5 separate regions of the Mus musculus genome follow, and all the other regions are linked to region 1. A link is a contact called in public HiChIP or PLAC-seq and promoter capture Hi-C data. All regions are on one chromosome and are shown on one strand. The core of a region is the stretch at or near the end of the contact, and the rest is flanking DNA. Distances in the headings are between cores, read along the strand shown. Region 1 holds the start of Capn7 (calpain 7). Region 2 overlaps Ankrd28 (ankyrin repeat domain 28). Region 3 overlaps Ankrd28 (ankyrin repeat domain 28). Region 4 holds the start of Spcs1 (signal peptidase complex subunit 1 homolog (S. cerevisiae)). Region 5 holds the start of Hacl1 (2-hydroxyacyl-CoA lyase 1).

What was found. Promoter capture Hi-C pulls out the DNA fragments that hold promoters and counts their contacts. HiChIP or PLAC-seq counts read pairs in DNA pulled down with a chosen protein or histone mark. Capture Hi-C pulls out chosen DNA fragments and counts their contacts.
Region 2: a contact with region 1 is called in a promoter capture Hi-C map of pre-B cells, with 2.9 times the contacts expected there. The contact joins the enhancer-like site here to the promoter of Capn7 in region 1. A contact is called at or near these places in 3 of 39 promoter capture datasets (the C10 cell line, hippocampal neurons and pre-B cells), 2 of 115 datasets of contacts at active chromatin or transcription factors (bone marrow-derived macrophages and memory CD8 T cells) and 2 of 9 other capture datasets (adipose tissue and liver).
Region 3: an H3K4me3 HiChIP or PLAC-seq map of bone marrow-derived macrophages shows a contact between it and region 1, with 4 times the contacts expected there. The contact joins the enhancer-like site here to the promoter of Capn7 in region 1. A contact is called at or near these places in 4 of 39 promoter capture datasets (the C10 cell line, cranial neural crest, hippocampal neurons and 1 more), 1 of 115 datasets of contacts at active chromatin or transcription factors (bone marrow-derived macrophages) and 1 of 9 other capture datasets (adipose tissue).
Region 4: a promoter capture Hi-C map of adipose tissue shows a contact between it and region 1. The contact joins the promoter of Spcs1 here to the promoter of Capn7 in region 1. A contact is called at or near these places in 21 of 39 promoter capture datasets (the 3T3-L1 cell line, 3T3-L1-derived adipocytes, the C10 cell line and 16 more), 6 of 484 Hi-C or Micro-C datasets (LSK cells, embryonic fibroblasts, embryonic stem cells and 3 more), 7 of 115 datasets of contacts at active chromatin or transcription factors (the 230-238 cell line, the SCID.adh cell line, a beta-TC-6 cell line and 4 more) and 3 of 9 other capture datasets (adipose tissue, liver and pancreatic islet).
Region 5: a promoter capture Hi-C map of liver shows a contact between it and region 1. The contact joins the promoter of Hacl1 here to the promoter of Capn7 in region 1. A contact is called at or near these places in 9 of 39 promoter capture datasets (the 3T3-L1 cell line, cranial neural crest, frontonasal cranial neural crest and 5 more), 7 of 484 Hi-C or Micro-C datasets (B cells, CD4 T cells, cerebral cortex and 4 more), 6 of 115 datasets of contacts at active chromatin or transcription factors (the SCID.adh cell line, bone marrow-derived macrophages, embryonic stem cells and 2 more) and 4 of 9 other capture datasets (adipose tissue, liver, macrophages and 1 more).

Annotation. Positions count from the first base shown.
Region 1 is chr14:31,335,281-31,338,024 of GRCm38.p6, reverse strand. Capn7 (calpain 7) reads right to left here and starts at 1,387. Exons shown (of 21, transcript NM_009796.3): 1 at 1,042-1,387. The coding sequence starts at 1,143.
Region 2 is chr14:31,784,476-31,787,219 of GRCm38.p6, reverse strand. All of the region lies in intron 1 of Ankrd28 (ankyrin repeat domain 28), which reads left to right. Among named protein-coding and RNA genes, the nearest start is that of Ankrd28, 45 kb to the left of the region's middle. Within about 2 kb of position 1,354, at least 45 of the 459 cell types and tissues checked have an H3K27ac peak or open chromatin away from gene starts, as enhancers often do. A contact at or near this core is called in bone marrow-derived macrophages and pre-B cells, where this site is marked.
Region 3 is chr14:31,767,406-31,770,149 of GRCm38.p6, reverse strand. All of the region lies in intron 2 of Ankrd28 (ankyrin repeat domain 28), which reads left to right. Among named protein-coding and RNA genes, the nearest start is that of Ankrd28, 62 kb to the left of the region's middle. Within about 2 kb of position 1,404, at least 68 of the 459 cell types and tissues checked have an H3K27ac peak or open chromatin away from gene starts, as enhancers often do. A contact at or near this core is called in adipose tissue and bone marrow-derived macrophages, where this site is marked.
Region 4 is chr14:31,000,269-31,003,012 of GRCm38.p6, reverse strand. It overlaps Spcs1 (signal peptidase complex subunit 1 homolog (S. cerevisiae)), which reads left to right and starts at 1,347. Exons shown (of 4, transcript NM_026911.3): 1 at 1,347-1,808; 2 at 2,110-2,169; 3 at 2,249-2,335. The coding sequence starts at 1,596. It overlaps Glt8d1 (glycosyltransferase 8 domain containing 1), which reads right to left and starts at 1,580. Exons shown (of 10, transcript NM_029626.2): 1 at 1,016-1,580.
Region 5 is chr14:31,639,553-31,642,296 of GRCm38.p6, reverse strand. Hacl1 (2-hydroxyacyl-CoA lyase 1) reads left to right here and starts at 1,332. Exons shown (of 17, transcript NM_019975.3): 1 at 1,332-1,508; 2 at 1,699-1,803. The coding sequence starts at 1,419. It overlaps Btd (biotinidase), which reads right to left and starts at 1,240. Exons shown (of 4, transcript NM_025295.4): 1 at 1,162-1,240. The coding sequence starts at 1,172.

The DNA of each region.
Region 1 (2,744 bases), core at 138-2,637:
ATGGTGGCACATTCCTGTAAATCTCAGCAATGGGAAGGCTAAGGTAAGGGGAAGACAAATTTAAAAATAGCTTCCACTATATAGCAAGAACCCCGAGAACGAGGGCGACAGGGCAGGGAGACACCGACACAGACACAACACAGACAGATACACACACACACATACACACACACTCGGGTGTGGTAGGGAGGTAGGATTGTAAAATCAAAATTAAGAAACTTAAAACGAATGATCCTAAAACAAAAGTGTCTAAATATAAGGTAGGTTTTAAAATAAAAATAGTAAAATATTAGCAGAAAGCAAACCACGCTTTACTGATAACACGTAAGCATAAGGGGGAAATTTTTACTACTTCCGTATAATCAAGGAAAAGATGCCCATATCATGACGATACAACTGGAGGGGTGTGTTTGCAAACCTTCAGGACTGGAGAACACAGGATGAACTGCGGAAGTGCATACCCTTTGACAAGCAACTGTGCTCCCCATCATCCAAAACAAGTATCACATTTTTTTTAAAAAAAAGCTCTAAGGATTTTAACTGCACTACTTCAATGCTGGAAAGCCACAACCAAATACAGAACATGCTGTAAACGTAGCACATGCAAGCAACCAAAGGTTATCTAGGTACAATGCAGAAGTGAGATGTCAAAATAGTACAAACGATATGATTCAAGTTTGGGGGTAAGAAGGCGTGTATACACACATACACTCAGAAAAACAATCATGGAGACATACATCGAATGCTAGAGTACGATGAATTTTTTTCCTAATTTACTTTTTCTTTCTACCTGGAACGTGCACTATTAGCATATTCTGACGGATTACCCAAGGTTGGCCTCACATCAAGGGTTGCATCAAGGCCAACAGACAGCGAACAGGGTGTTCACTCCCCATCCCACCTCGGCCGCCACAAGCAGCAAAGCGGCGGGCATCTGCGGCCTGACAAGCCGGACAGCCCCAGCAGGACCCCGCCCCTCCGCCTTGGGTTCCGCCAACACTCGATCGGGTGACGCGGCCGGAGCCGAGTGCTTGTCCTCACCTTGTAGTAAAACACCGCCTCAGAGTAGCGGCCTTCGTGGTCGCGCTGCACTGCCAGCCGCGCGAACTGCACGGCGTCCCGCTCCAGCGCCGACGCGTCCATGGCGCCCAAGGCCCCACGCCGGGGGAGGCAGACAGGCCCTGACGCGGAACCCCGACGCCCGGAGGCACTGCGGCGAGAACTGGGGACCCCGCGGGTGGAGTGGCAAAGTTTACTTTCGAGGGCGGCGGAAGAGATGACGGAGCCCCACTACCTCAGACCCGCCCGGAGGACTGCGAGCTCCGAGCAGCCCGGGCTCGGAGCCCTCGCGGCCGCCCCCACCCCTCGCGTCCTTGCTCCGCCCATCAGCCGCATTGCGCAGGCGCAGTCGACCCCGGCCGGGAGGGGGAGCGCTCCCGCCGAAGCAGGCGGGGCTCAAGGCGATCGTAGGTGGGCGGGGCCAGAACAATGTCCAGTGGGATTGGACAAGAGGAAGCAGGTGCCAGGGCGAAGCTGAGGGCTCCGCTTCCGCCTGCTAGAAAGAAGGTGCCAGTGCCCAGGAGGTTGTTGGAGAGAATCAGGGGATGGCTTGAAAGGAGCATGCGCGTTATGGAGCCCTTGGTCCGCTAAGTGAGAAGGGTAGGCGGAAAGAAACAATCAGTAGCACCTCGTATTGCCAACTGGTTTAATTAGAAATAAAGATATGAAATGAGGCTAGGAGGTGCTTTTGAGATGCTCTGGTAATGTTCATTTGACAAACTAAAGTATGACCTTCTACGGCTCCCCAAGGCACACCGAAGTGTATTGTTTGAATTGTCTACAAACCAGATGATGTATTTTTGACTTGTATCTTAGGGCAAGTTGAAGGTTGTAATTACATAGTAAATGGTAGTGTGGTTGCTTTCTTTTATCCCCTTAAAAGTTTGAATTCAGCAGTGATGAAAATTAACTAATGGCAAGTGCCAGAACTTGGATGAGATTCAAAATCCATGCTGTGTCAAAGTAGCAAGTCTTGACAAAATTATACACTGTATGATCCCACACATAAGAAACATTAACGCAGCATATGGTGACACATTCCTGTAAGCCAGCAGTCTGGAGGCTGTGGTAAGAGGACTGGGCCAGCATGATCTACACAGCAAAAACCCTGAACGACCCCAGGAGGCATATGTCTGTTGTAGTGGAGCACTCTCCGTGCAAACATGAACACAAATCAGCTGGAGATATTGCTAAGAGTTGATTGTGAGCCTGGCTGTGGTGCTCGCTTTTAATCCCACCACTCCAGAGGCAGAAGAAGCAAATCTCTGAGTGCTTGGCCAGCCTGGTCTTCAGAGCTCATTACAGGATAGTAGTGTGGCCACACAGAGAAAACCTGTCTCAGGGAGAGAGAGAAAAGGAGTTGAATTGATTGTGATCCAGTCTAGAGTGGTATCAGCTGTCTTCAAGCTCAAGAAAGACTCCTTAGTGATGCTCATGCTGGTGGTTCAGGATATTCATTATCAAGGTCACAATGGGGTGGATGTTACTACTGAAACTGGTCAGTGTACAGCTAAAGAGGCTGTGGTCAGCATCCCTGAGCATCATGTGTGTCTCGACCCTCCACCTTGCTTGTGCCAGCTATGAATGTCTGTCGTCCCCTTCCTCCATTCTTACAATCTCAAGCCTTAGCAATAAGATTTTCTTCATACCAATCCCCTGAAGGGGCTTTTGTTCCATGTCACCAT
Region 2 (2,744 bases), core at 105-2,604, 450 kb before region 1:
GAGGTTATTCTAAACAGGCTAAATTCTGCCTGCTAAAAACAACTAAACACTGAAGAGATGGCTCATTGAGTCAGAGACTTAGCACGCTTACAGCAGAGCTGGGTTAAGTGCCAATCATCCACATGACAGCTCACAGCTGCCCGTGACTCCATTTCCAGGGGACCCCATGTCCTTTTTCTGGCTTCCATGAGCAACAGGCACTCACATGGTATACACATACATGCAAGTCTCACACATAAACATTAAATTCTTTAAAAAGGCTAAAGAAGGATTATTTACAATTCATGCTGTTTTCTGTGATTTGAAAATACCTGGGTAAATGTAGTATCACGTTACTGTACTGCAAAAGTTGAGAAGAACAGTTTGCAATTCAAAAACAAGTTGCTATGGTTACCCGGTGTTTGCTTTTTAAAGCAATAATTACACAAAATACCCAAAGAATTTCCTTTAGTACAGAAAGGTCGTAGCTTATGTGTATGCTAGTTATTCCACACACAAATTGAAACTGTATATATCACTTCCGTCCTAAAGTATCATTTGGAAAATACTAAAGAAAATGATTCATGTCTTTTTGAGCTGTAACAGGGTGGAGACATACTGAACACTATTTTAAAATTCAAGTAATGACTCAGATAGTTTAGGACATTTTTCTTATTCTTTAGTTCCTTTTATCAAATAATGCTGTAGTTCTACATAACAAATTTATGGTTAAAAGAACGAAAGTATTTTTCTGGTGTGTTTGTGATGTGAAGTCTTTTTAATACATTTTTATGGCTTTAATAACCTTATAAAAAGCCATGCTTATAACTGTTAATTCCATTAATTATAGCTTGTTTCAAACTTCTTAAAAACAAAGAAGATATCTTATTAGAGTCTATGACAAGTTCATTCTTAGCCAACAATCATTCTGGAATTTTTATTGTTTTCTTGACATATTCCTAATATCCAGCATCACAGGCATACCTAAACGCTTTTAAGACAATATAAGGTTAATTGTTATATTTTAATGGCCCTTTTATTTATAATAGGATATTATTTGTTCTTTAATATTAGGGCTATTTTAAACTGAAAATACTTTATATTTAAAGTAGAAGCTGGATTAAATAGTAAAGGGTCTTATCACAGTAGCAGTAATTGAAATACTATGCTGTAAAAGGTTGAGTGCTTTAGTTACTGCTGTGACCATAGGAAGTGGCTCACTTTCTCCTTTCTGCTTTTCTCTCAGTCAGACTTAGTATGGACTCTAGGATAACTCCAGCCATAAGATACTCAGCACATTTCACAACATCATTATCAAATATGCTGTTGTCCAGTAGGAGGGGACATTTCCCTCTATCTCTCCCTTTTTAGGTTAAAAAAAGAGAGACTTTCCTAGAAACACTACAGATGACTTTCCTTTGCATGTGACAGAGCAAGCTGGCTCAGAGCATGTCATTTCCCAAATGAGTCACTTACTAGGTAGAATAGAATTACCATGATCACCTTACACTATTCAAGATTTCTCCAAGTCATGTGGAATATAGAAATGGCATCCAAACAAAACTAAAGGTAGTCTGTAAGAAGGAAGGGTCAGTGGTGGTTAGCTAAGTAGGCAACAAGTAGCAAGCCACATATTACATAGAAAAGTCAAGCCTTGTCATTTTCTTCCAGGGTTAATTTTCCCACCAATTTAAATGATTCACAACACACCGATAATGGAGGGTTCTAGAGTTTTGTTTTTGTTTTTTGTTTTTTTCTTTTTTTAAAGCAGGAGAAAACAGATTGAAACAAAGCATTGTATAAATGTCACAAGAAAAACGTCAAGTATATGAAAACAATATATTTACAAATAGGAAATAGGAAAATTACTCTTTAATTTTTTTGGTCACATGCAATGACAATTTCATTTTCAAATGTTTCCTGTTAACCTACCCTATGAAAACCATCCTCCTTTCTGCACCCTCGTGATCATAATTCATCAGTTAATACCCCTTTCACCTGTTGAACGGGGCCCCTGAGCTCATTCTGTAGCTTGGCTGCTGCTATCACTGGACTGTGATAGTGATAGATATGTAGTGTCTCTGTTATATGCTGACTTTGACTTCTTTGGGTATATACTGCTGAGTGATGTAGACGGGTCATACAGTTCTATTTTTAATTTCCTGAGGAACCTCTCTGTTGATTTCCATAGTGGCTGGATTAATTTACATTACCATACATACGCAGTATATAAGGGTGCCGTGTCCTAACATTCCTAGCATTTGTTGTGTTTGTAGGTTATTGCTTTGGTTTTGGACAAGGTGTAGCTCTACTCCAGGCTGATTCCCTCCTCTATCCCCTGGATCCACTTGGTTTCTGTTTCTCATTAGAAAAGAAAAGTCTTCTAAGAGATAACAACTAAACATGACAAAATAAAATAAAACATGATGAAGCAAAAACCAACCATATCAGAGTTGGACACAGCAACCCATCAGGAAGAAGAGCCCCAAGGGTGGGCACGAGAGTCAGAGTTCTCATAAGCAGGAGTCCCATGAAAATACTAAGCCAATAGCTACAATTTACGCACAGAGGACCTGGTGCAGACCCTTGCAGGCCCTGTGCTTGCTGCTTCAGTTCAGTCTCTGTGAGCTCGTATGTGCCTGGTTGGTTCAGGGCGCCTTGTTCTCCTGGTGTCCTCCATCCCCTCTGACTTTTATAATCTTTCTGCTTCCTCTTCCGAAGAATTCTCTGAGCTCTGAGTTTCAGAAGGATTTGGTACAGACCTT
Region 3 (2,744 bases), core at 155-2,654, 430 kb before region 1:
AACGGCAGACAGCTCTAGTCAGTCACTCTGCTGGCCTCTTTATTTTTATTTTTTAAAACAAGTACATGGTAAGAACTCCCTCCCTCCCTCCCTCCCTCCCTCCCTCCCTCCCTCCCTCCGGGTATTGTGTGTGCGCACGTGCACAGTGCGCATGTCATAGCTCATATGTGTAAGACAGGGAACAACTTGTTAGAGTCAGTTCTCTTCTTCTACCTTCTGGGTTCCAGGGATTGAACTCAGGTCATCAGGTTTGTTGACAAGTGGTTTTATTTTATTATGGTCCCTGCTTCTTAATTTAAATTATAAGTACAGTATTTCATTGTGTAGATGTCCAACTGGAAATTTCAGATATGTTAAAAGTCTGATGTTTATTAAGCATTTCAATGTACCAATATATTCACTAGGCCTTTTTTTAAAAATTAAGCTCAAGGTTTTTCATTAATAATGCATAACTTAGTAATAGGAATATTTTTCTTGAACTATACCCACAATTTATTATCCATACCTTCCATTTTGCGTTTCTTTAAGTGATAGGAGAAAGTAAGCCCTTAACTGACCATGTTAAGCCAGGCCTGGTGGCACGTGTCTATAGTCTCCTCACCATGAAAGCAGAGGTAGGATAATCTTGAGTTTTAAGCCTACATGGATTACATAAGAGCTCTAGGCTAGCCTGTATTCATAGGGAGATTCTCTAGGACAAAACTAGCTTAGAGTAAAACTCTGGCTCTTTATAAAAGCAGGCAGCTTTAGTGTTGCAGTTTCTCACCCTTTTCCCATTTTGTAGCACTTGCCTTTATTGAATTTTAAAAATAATATTTAGCCTGTTCATCATCGAAACACTTGGTTCTTCATTCCTGATTTAGTTATTTAAATGCTATTTAAATAAGCTACAAATACACAAATTACTAACACATTTTACCCTTGGCAAACATAGACCCCATTGTATGATCAAGAGTGTGTGGATTTAGTAGTGGAAGACTGTGAGTCAAAGTACCTTGTGTAAAAACTAGTTATTCATGCTACCCAGGAGCCAAGAATATTAGTTAATCATGTGAGTTAAATAAAGGTTGATGAAGAGCTTCTTGTGTTCTATTATTTAAGTAACCATTTAGGGGACATCTAATTGTTTTCAGCATTTGCTTCCTGCAATGATTGAATAAACAAGTTAGAATTCATTTTTTTAAAACATAAGTTTTAAAGCCATATTTTACTAAAGGGACTTTTAGCTATTTTAATGCCTAATTTTCAGTGTTGAACTCTAGTAGAGTGAAATAAGATCTGTATTTTTTCTTTCATTATTAATTAATTCCCTTTTATTTTGATTTGCATAGAAGAATGCTATGTTTGTATGAGTCATAAAATAGCTTCATAGTATTGTGAGCATTGAGTCACAGAATTCCAGGCATCTCTCAGACACAGATGACTCACTTTCTGTGTCATCGTGCTTGCTGTAATGCTTATGCGTTACATTAGAGATGTTTGTCTATTTGACTAGGTCTAATCACATTTTAACATTAGCAACATTTGTTTGTTTAATGGGTAGCACCAAAAAGCCTAGGCAACGAGTTCTTTTTAAAACACACTTCTAAATTAGTCTTCAGCTTTCAGTAAATTTTTATATTTCAGTGCTTGCCAGACAATCTCTGTAAGCTTTTTAGCACTGTTTGGTGTATGATTTCTCTCTATATTCTATTTCCTGGGGTGAAAATTAGAATAAAAGGCGTGATGCAGTAGATTCTAACTCTGGTCATAGAGAGGAAAAACTCTTAGCTCACTAACTTATTTAACATTAATAGCACTAAACTAATTTCCTGTACAGTATTTTTACATAGTATTGCTAAGCCTCCCCACTCTAATCCACACTCTCAGCTGTCCTTAGAGTGAGTTAGAGAGTCCCAAACTAGAAAATTTTACAATCTTGAGCTGAGGAGATAGCTCAGTGGGTAAAGTGCTTGTTAGACAATCATGAGGAACAAAGTTCGATGTCTGACCCCCACCTAAGAGCTGGATGTGGTAGTGCGTGAATACCAGCACTAGGAAGGCAGAAAGTTACCTGGGGATGACTAGACAACTAGCCTACCCTAATGGTCAGCAAGCCCTGGGTCCCAGGAACTGATCCTGTCAGAACAAAGCAGACAGTTCTTGATGAATGGTCCTGAGGTTGACATCTGACCTCCACATGCACACATACACAGCCATGTATCCACATGTACAGCATCCCTCCCCCGAAAAAAATCAGGAAGACTGGAGTAATATCCTGAATAGTCTATAAAAGTGGGTGTTCCAAGATGGTGGCTTAGTTCTTGAGATCATTCACAATCATAGTCACAATCTGCTCTGATAGTGGCCTACATCTACATGTTCAAAGTTAGCTCAGTTTCAAATCTGCCTTTCAGCCTATAGGAAGTAGGAAGATACTCCAGCTATAACGTAGTTTTTGTTTTGTTTTCATTTCATTTTGTTTTTTAAGGCAAGATCTTGCTTAGTTTAGTTTAGGCTGATCCAGAACTCCACTATGTAGCCCAGAGTGGAGTTGATCCTCGGCCTCAGCCTTAGCCTCAGCCTCGGCCTCCCCCTCCCCCTCCCCCATGCTGCTGATGTGCATGCACTCACCCAGCTTGACAGATGCCTTTTAAAGGGAAGGCATTTTCAAAGGTCTGGCATTTGATTTCACTATTCTACTATTGGTCCACACTAAGTATAAGTACTTCAGGTAATCTAGGGATATAACCTCTTATTTACCA
Region 4 (2,744 bases), core at 98-2,597, 330 kb after region 1:
GTACTAAGGAAAGTGTAGGGAAGGAGAAAAGAAAAAAGACCCTTGAAGATTGTTGTAGTCTTTCATTGTACTGGCTCTAAGGTCCGAAGTGTCAAGGGGGTCTGTACTTTTCTGAATGGTGTCAAAGCACAAGAACACTTGGACATTTTCACACACTTAACTGGCTATGCCCCACTTGTCTTTCACGATCAGGAAACGTCCCCAAAGCCCAGGTTACACTTTCCAGAGCTCTATCACATAGGTGCTTTCCCCCCGCAGCTAATTCAATAGTCACATTACTGGAGTGATGTGGACATCTTCCTTGACACACTCCAAGTTTCCAAGTTCTAAGTCACAACTGTGCTAATCAAAATTAACTAACTAACTAATGGGTTGGTAGCTCCATGGATGTGTAGATGCTGGCATCGGCTACTCACCTCCCAGTCTAGAGTGTCTAGCATCTCGCCATCTGTGCCTGACTGCATGCACAGCAGAGTCCACAGAGGCAGCGGGCCCCAGAGGATGGGATCCCCAGAATGGTCTGTCTGAATTCGGCACCCCATCTAGCTCAGTCATGAGGGAAGGGCTCACGCTTTGAAATACACAACCCTTGAAAGACAGGGTTAAGGGAACCCCTTGGCTGGTCTTTTTTTTTTTTTTTTTTTGGTTTTTCGAGACGGGTTTTCTCTGTATAGCCCTGGCTGTCCTGGAGCTCACTTTGTAGACCAGGCTGGCCTCGAACTCAGAAATCCACCTGCCTCTGCCTCCCGAGTGCTGGGATTAAAGGCGTGCGCCACCACGCCCGGCCCTTGGCTGGTCTTTACCAAGAGGGACTGGCCTGGGAATGAGCCATGGAAACCGGCAACCAAAAAGTTAGGCCGAATTTGGGACCCTCTACATAGGGGCACGGAAGCTCAATCCACGAGATGTGGGGCGACTTGGGCCTCGCAGCTCTTCTCCGAGGCAGTCTCCTTTCCCTGGAGAATGTGGCTTCGTTATCTTCCCTAACTCTAGAGATCATTAGTAGCCTCCTTACGCTTAGGAGTGATGGGGACGTGGTGAGGCGCTCCGGGGATCCCGCCACGCACTGACAGGTCAGGTTAGAGCCGCGTCAGACGAATCGTCGCCTTCCGAGGCTGGGCGCAGTCGCCCTTACCTGCGCTGGGAGGAGTGGCCGCCGCCCACGCCCCAGCCCGCCCCGCCAGCTCAGCGCTCGCTCCGCAGGCCCCAGGCCCCGGCCCACCGCCGGGCCGTCCGCGTCCGCTGCTCTCTGGCCGTGGCCCACTGGCCGGCGAGCTCTGCAGCAGCCACGTAGGGCCACAACCCCTAGTTTGACTGTGCCTCCCTCTGCCAGAAAGCCAGGCGCAGCAGGCGCCACGGGGCAGCCCCGTCGCCCGGGTCCTCCCCGAGTAAAGGCCGTCGCTATGGAGACGTGGAGCGCGCCGGCGGCCGTTAAACTGGGGAGGCGCAGCCCGCAAGTGATTCCTGCCGCAATTACAGCTCCGGGCGGCCAGGAGCGCTGACCGGTGCACGATGCTCCGGCCAGGTCGCTGCCCCAGCCCTCGTGAGCAGTGTACAGGGTTCTAGGAAAGCTAAGAGACGTACCTCCCTTGTCGATGGCGCGGGGCGGGGCCAGGGGTTGTCCGTGCCCCTCGGAGACATCCGCTTCCGGGGCCACGGCCGAAGTGAAACGCTCGGCTGGTCGGCCTTGCTCTCGATATCGACCCCCGCAAACTTTACTCCTTAATAATCGGCTACGTCCGTTTCGTTGTCGGTATCGGTCTTCAGCAACCATGCTGGAACACCTGAGTTCGCTGCCCACCCAGATGGTGAGGGCGCGCGTCCCCGATCCCCCGCACTTCTCTTTGGAGCCTAGCGACTTCTAAGCCCCTCACCCTCACCGGAGCCACTCCTAAGATTGGCTTCACTTTCCCTTCTCTTCCCCAGAATAGATCCCCTTTCCCGTGGTCTGTTAAGATGCCCAAGTTTCCCTGGGAAATTACATGTTTGCTTCCTTACTCTCGGGCCCTCCTGGTGTTGAATGCTGCCTTATGCCAACGCTGAGTTCCCTACGAGAATTGCAGTCCTTTGGCAGTAGGACCAACTCGTCCTCTTCTTTTTCGTCCCTAGGATTACAAGGGGCAGAAACTAGCTGAACAGATGTTTCAGGGGATCATTCTTTTTTCTGCAGTAAGTATTGCATTACTTTTAATTCTTAACCCCGCCTCTCTTGGTTTGAGTGCATTTTATATACTTTGTTTCTTTTCAGATAGTTGGGTTTATCTACGGGTACGTGGCTGAACAGTTTGGGTGGACTGTCTACATAGTTATGGCCGGATTTGCTTTCTCCTGTTTGGTAAGCTATTTGTGGTATTTGCGTATTAGCAGTAGCGTAAGTTTTCTGACTCAGGAGACTTGGTTGGACCTACCAGTGAGAACCAGAATCACCTCTTTGTTCGTCTTTCCCATTAATGTTTCTGTTCTCTATTATTTGAAAAGTAGAATGTTAAGTTGTGTCCGATGGCCTGCGCTACATAAAGGTGTAGAGCTTTCTAATTGTCTTTTGCATCTCCTCTAGGCAGTAAAATGAATATGCCAGGGGCTTCGCTTTGCTCACGCAGCCTTCATATTTCTTTTAGTTCTTAAAACTTGTATGTGTAAACACTTAAGGCTTGTTCTCACTCCCTGACATATTTTGTCTCATTAGTTTGTTAATCTTTAGCATGGTGGTTATTTGGGGATCAGACATACTAAATGATCATTTA
Region 5 (2,744 bases), core at 83-2,582, 300 kb before region 1:
CAGACTCGCAGAAGTCGACATGCTCCTGCCTCCAAGTGCTGGGATTACAGATGTGAGCCACCACATCTGGCGCTACGATGCCAAATCTCACCAAAATAACAAATAACATTTTAAGCATACTGCCAACAAAAATAACAGGGAGTATGATTAACATATTCCAAGTCCACACAGAGTGCTCTGTATAAATTACAGCGCCTGGGATCCTTACACTGAAGTTGGATGGAACAGCAGTGACTTTGCACTTGGAAGACAGTCACGTCACTTCTGCTTAATCTCTACAGGCAAGGGAAGCAAGGCCCGCTGTACCTTGAACTGCTAGGCGAAGGCAATAACCAGCTCAATGAGTTTTCTCTTTGCCAAATGGCAAAAATGGCCAGTTGAAGACTGATCCTTAATAAATATAAACCAACCAACCAACCAACCAACAAACAAACAAACAAAAGCCCATTCGATCTGAATCACAGTGATTTGTTCCCATCAGGGTCCAGTTTGCCCTTCATAAAGTGTTCTGCCAGTAATTCTGAGAAAGCAATCGGTGTTAAGGGGCCAAGAATCCACTAATGTCTACAAAGCACGCGATGCCAGGGGTCAAGCAGGCTAATCCATGAACCAGTAAGTAGAAAACCAACACTATTACTTTGGTAAAAGTTAAGCAATCATACATTAATTATTAAGCAATGGCTCTAACAGACCTTAGTGATACCCAACTGGAACAAAATAAGTAAATATAAACCAGGCAGAGGGCAGGAGCAGCTACGGTGTTAATAAGTTTATCTCTTGAGCAATTTTGGTGTCATCTCTGATTAAGAATACACCTCTGCTCACAGACTTCTGGAACGTGCACATGATGTGGGGTGCAAAACCACAGAGTTATAAAATCAGAGGGCACAGGAGCACGACACTGTACCCAAAAGCCTGTTTTTTTTCCAACTTTACACTCTCCAAGTTACCCGCGTCCCAGCAGCCTTTGCGTAGCTTGCCTCCAATCAGCGGGAAGCCCCGGCGAGGGCGGGGAGGCGCGGTGGGGCCACGCCCCCTCCTCGCCTGGTCTCTGCAGTCACCCTCCAGATGTGCCATCCCCTCCATACCGGACTGAGCTGTATCGCTACCCTAGTGGAGGACAAAACCAAGGCGAGCATCCTCAGAGATTGGGTTTCTTACCTGCTTCGCATAGGACGCGGCCTCCGGCTCGTCCCGCCTCCTGCTGATGGCGGAGTCCGGAAAAGACTGACTGGAGAATGGGCGTGCTTACATGATCGCCTCACCAAGGACTGACTTCTTGTCCCGCCCCTTCTCCCCTTTGCTTAAATCCGTTGGGCTGCCCTCCTGTCTGTCAGAAGCGGGTGTCACCAACAACAACTCTTAGGCTAGTGAAGCTGTGAGCTGCGAGAGTGCCTTGAAGTAACTTTAGGTGGAAGATGCCAGAAAGTAACTCCGCAGAGGGTAGCGACAGAAGCGAGGAGCAGGTGTCTGGTGCTAAAGTCATCGCCCAGGCTCTAAAAACTCAAGTACGATGGATCCCTCGGGTGTGAAAGGCTCTACAGAAGCAGACGGGGACCTCGCGTTGTCCTAGAGACGGAGGGCAAGGAGGCGGGGGCGGGGGTCCTGTAGGTCTTTCCTTTGGACCCCCCGGGAGGGCAAGAAGGCTGGGTCACCTGATGATAGTTGTTTGTTGCCCCTTTTCCCTCCTACCCTCAGGATGTGGAGTACATGTTCGGTGTCGTAGGCATCCCCGTGACCGAAATCGCCCTTGCTGCCCAGGAACTGGGCATCAAGTACATTGGGATGCGGAATGAGCAAGCGGTGAGTCTTGACACAGGGACCAAATGGCAGCCATTCGATGCACACAGCGTCCCATCGTTTCTAAAGCATTGCACGTACCACTGTTAATCCTCCTTGACAGGAAAATGAGAAGAGAGAGACTAAGTTAAACTTGCCCAACGCGAGTCATTTGGTAGTGGCATTTGAACTCAGGTATTCTGAGTTTGGAGCTATGCTTATACCTTTCTACCGTAGTGTACTCTGCCACATCCAAATATCAGAATCGAAAGGGGTAGTCTTACTTCACTACTAGACTGTTAGTTCTAGCAGAGAAGGCATATTGATTCATCGCTAGGTAAGTGTATTGCCAGCATCTGATGTAGTTCCTGTACATGACAGGTGTCAGAGAGTGATTAGTGATTGAAGGCCAGGACTCATGCAACATAAAGTGGAAGACATTATAGACGGCAGTGCCGTCATTGGAACTCAGGGCTCTCAAACCCCAGTTTGGTGCTTTCCCTCAGCATTATGCCTCCCTCCTTTGGGGTCTTACCTGGGAGAGGGAAAACCAAAGGACATTTTATGAACCCACTTAAAGTATTTTCTCTGGCAGCCCAGGATTACCCTCTCTTAGCAATCCAGGCAAAAATATCAAGTATCTGGTGCAGATGAAGTGGTTCAGTGAAGTTCTACAAAGCCACGTAACCTCATAACCTGAGTGTAATCTCCAGGGCCTGTATGGAAAAATGAAGGCGGTTTCTGATTTATGATTCATGTTGTCCTTGGACCTACACACACACACACAGGCTGAGTTAAATTGTTTTGGACCTACACACACACACAGACAGGCGCTCTCTCTCTCTGTCTCTCTGTCTCTCTGTCTCTCTGTCTCTCTGTCTCTCTCTCTCTCTCTCTCTCACACACACACACACACACACACACAAATAATTTAAAAGATTAAGAATTGGGGCTGAAGACTTAGC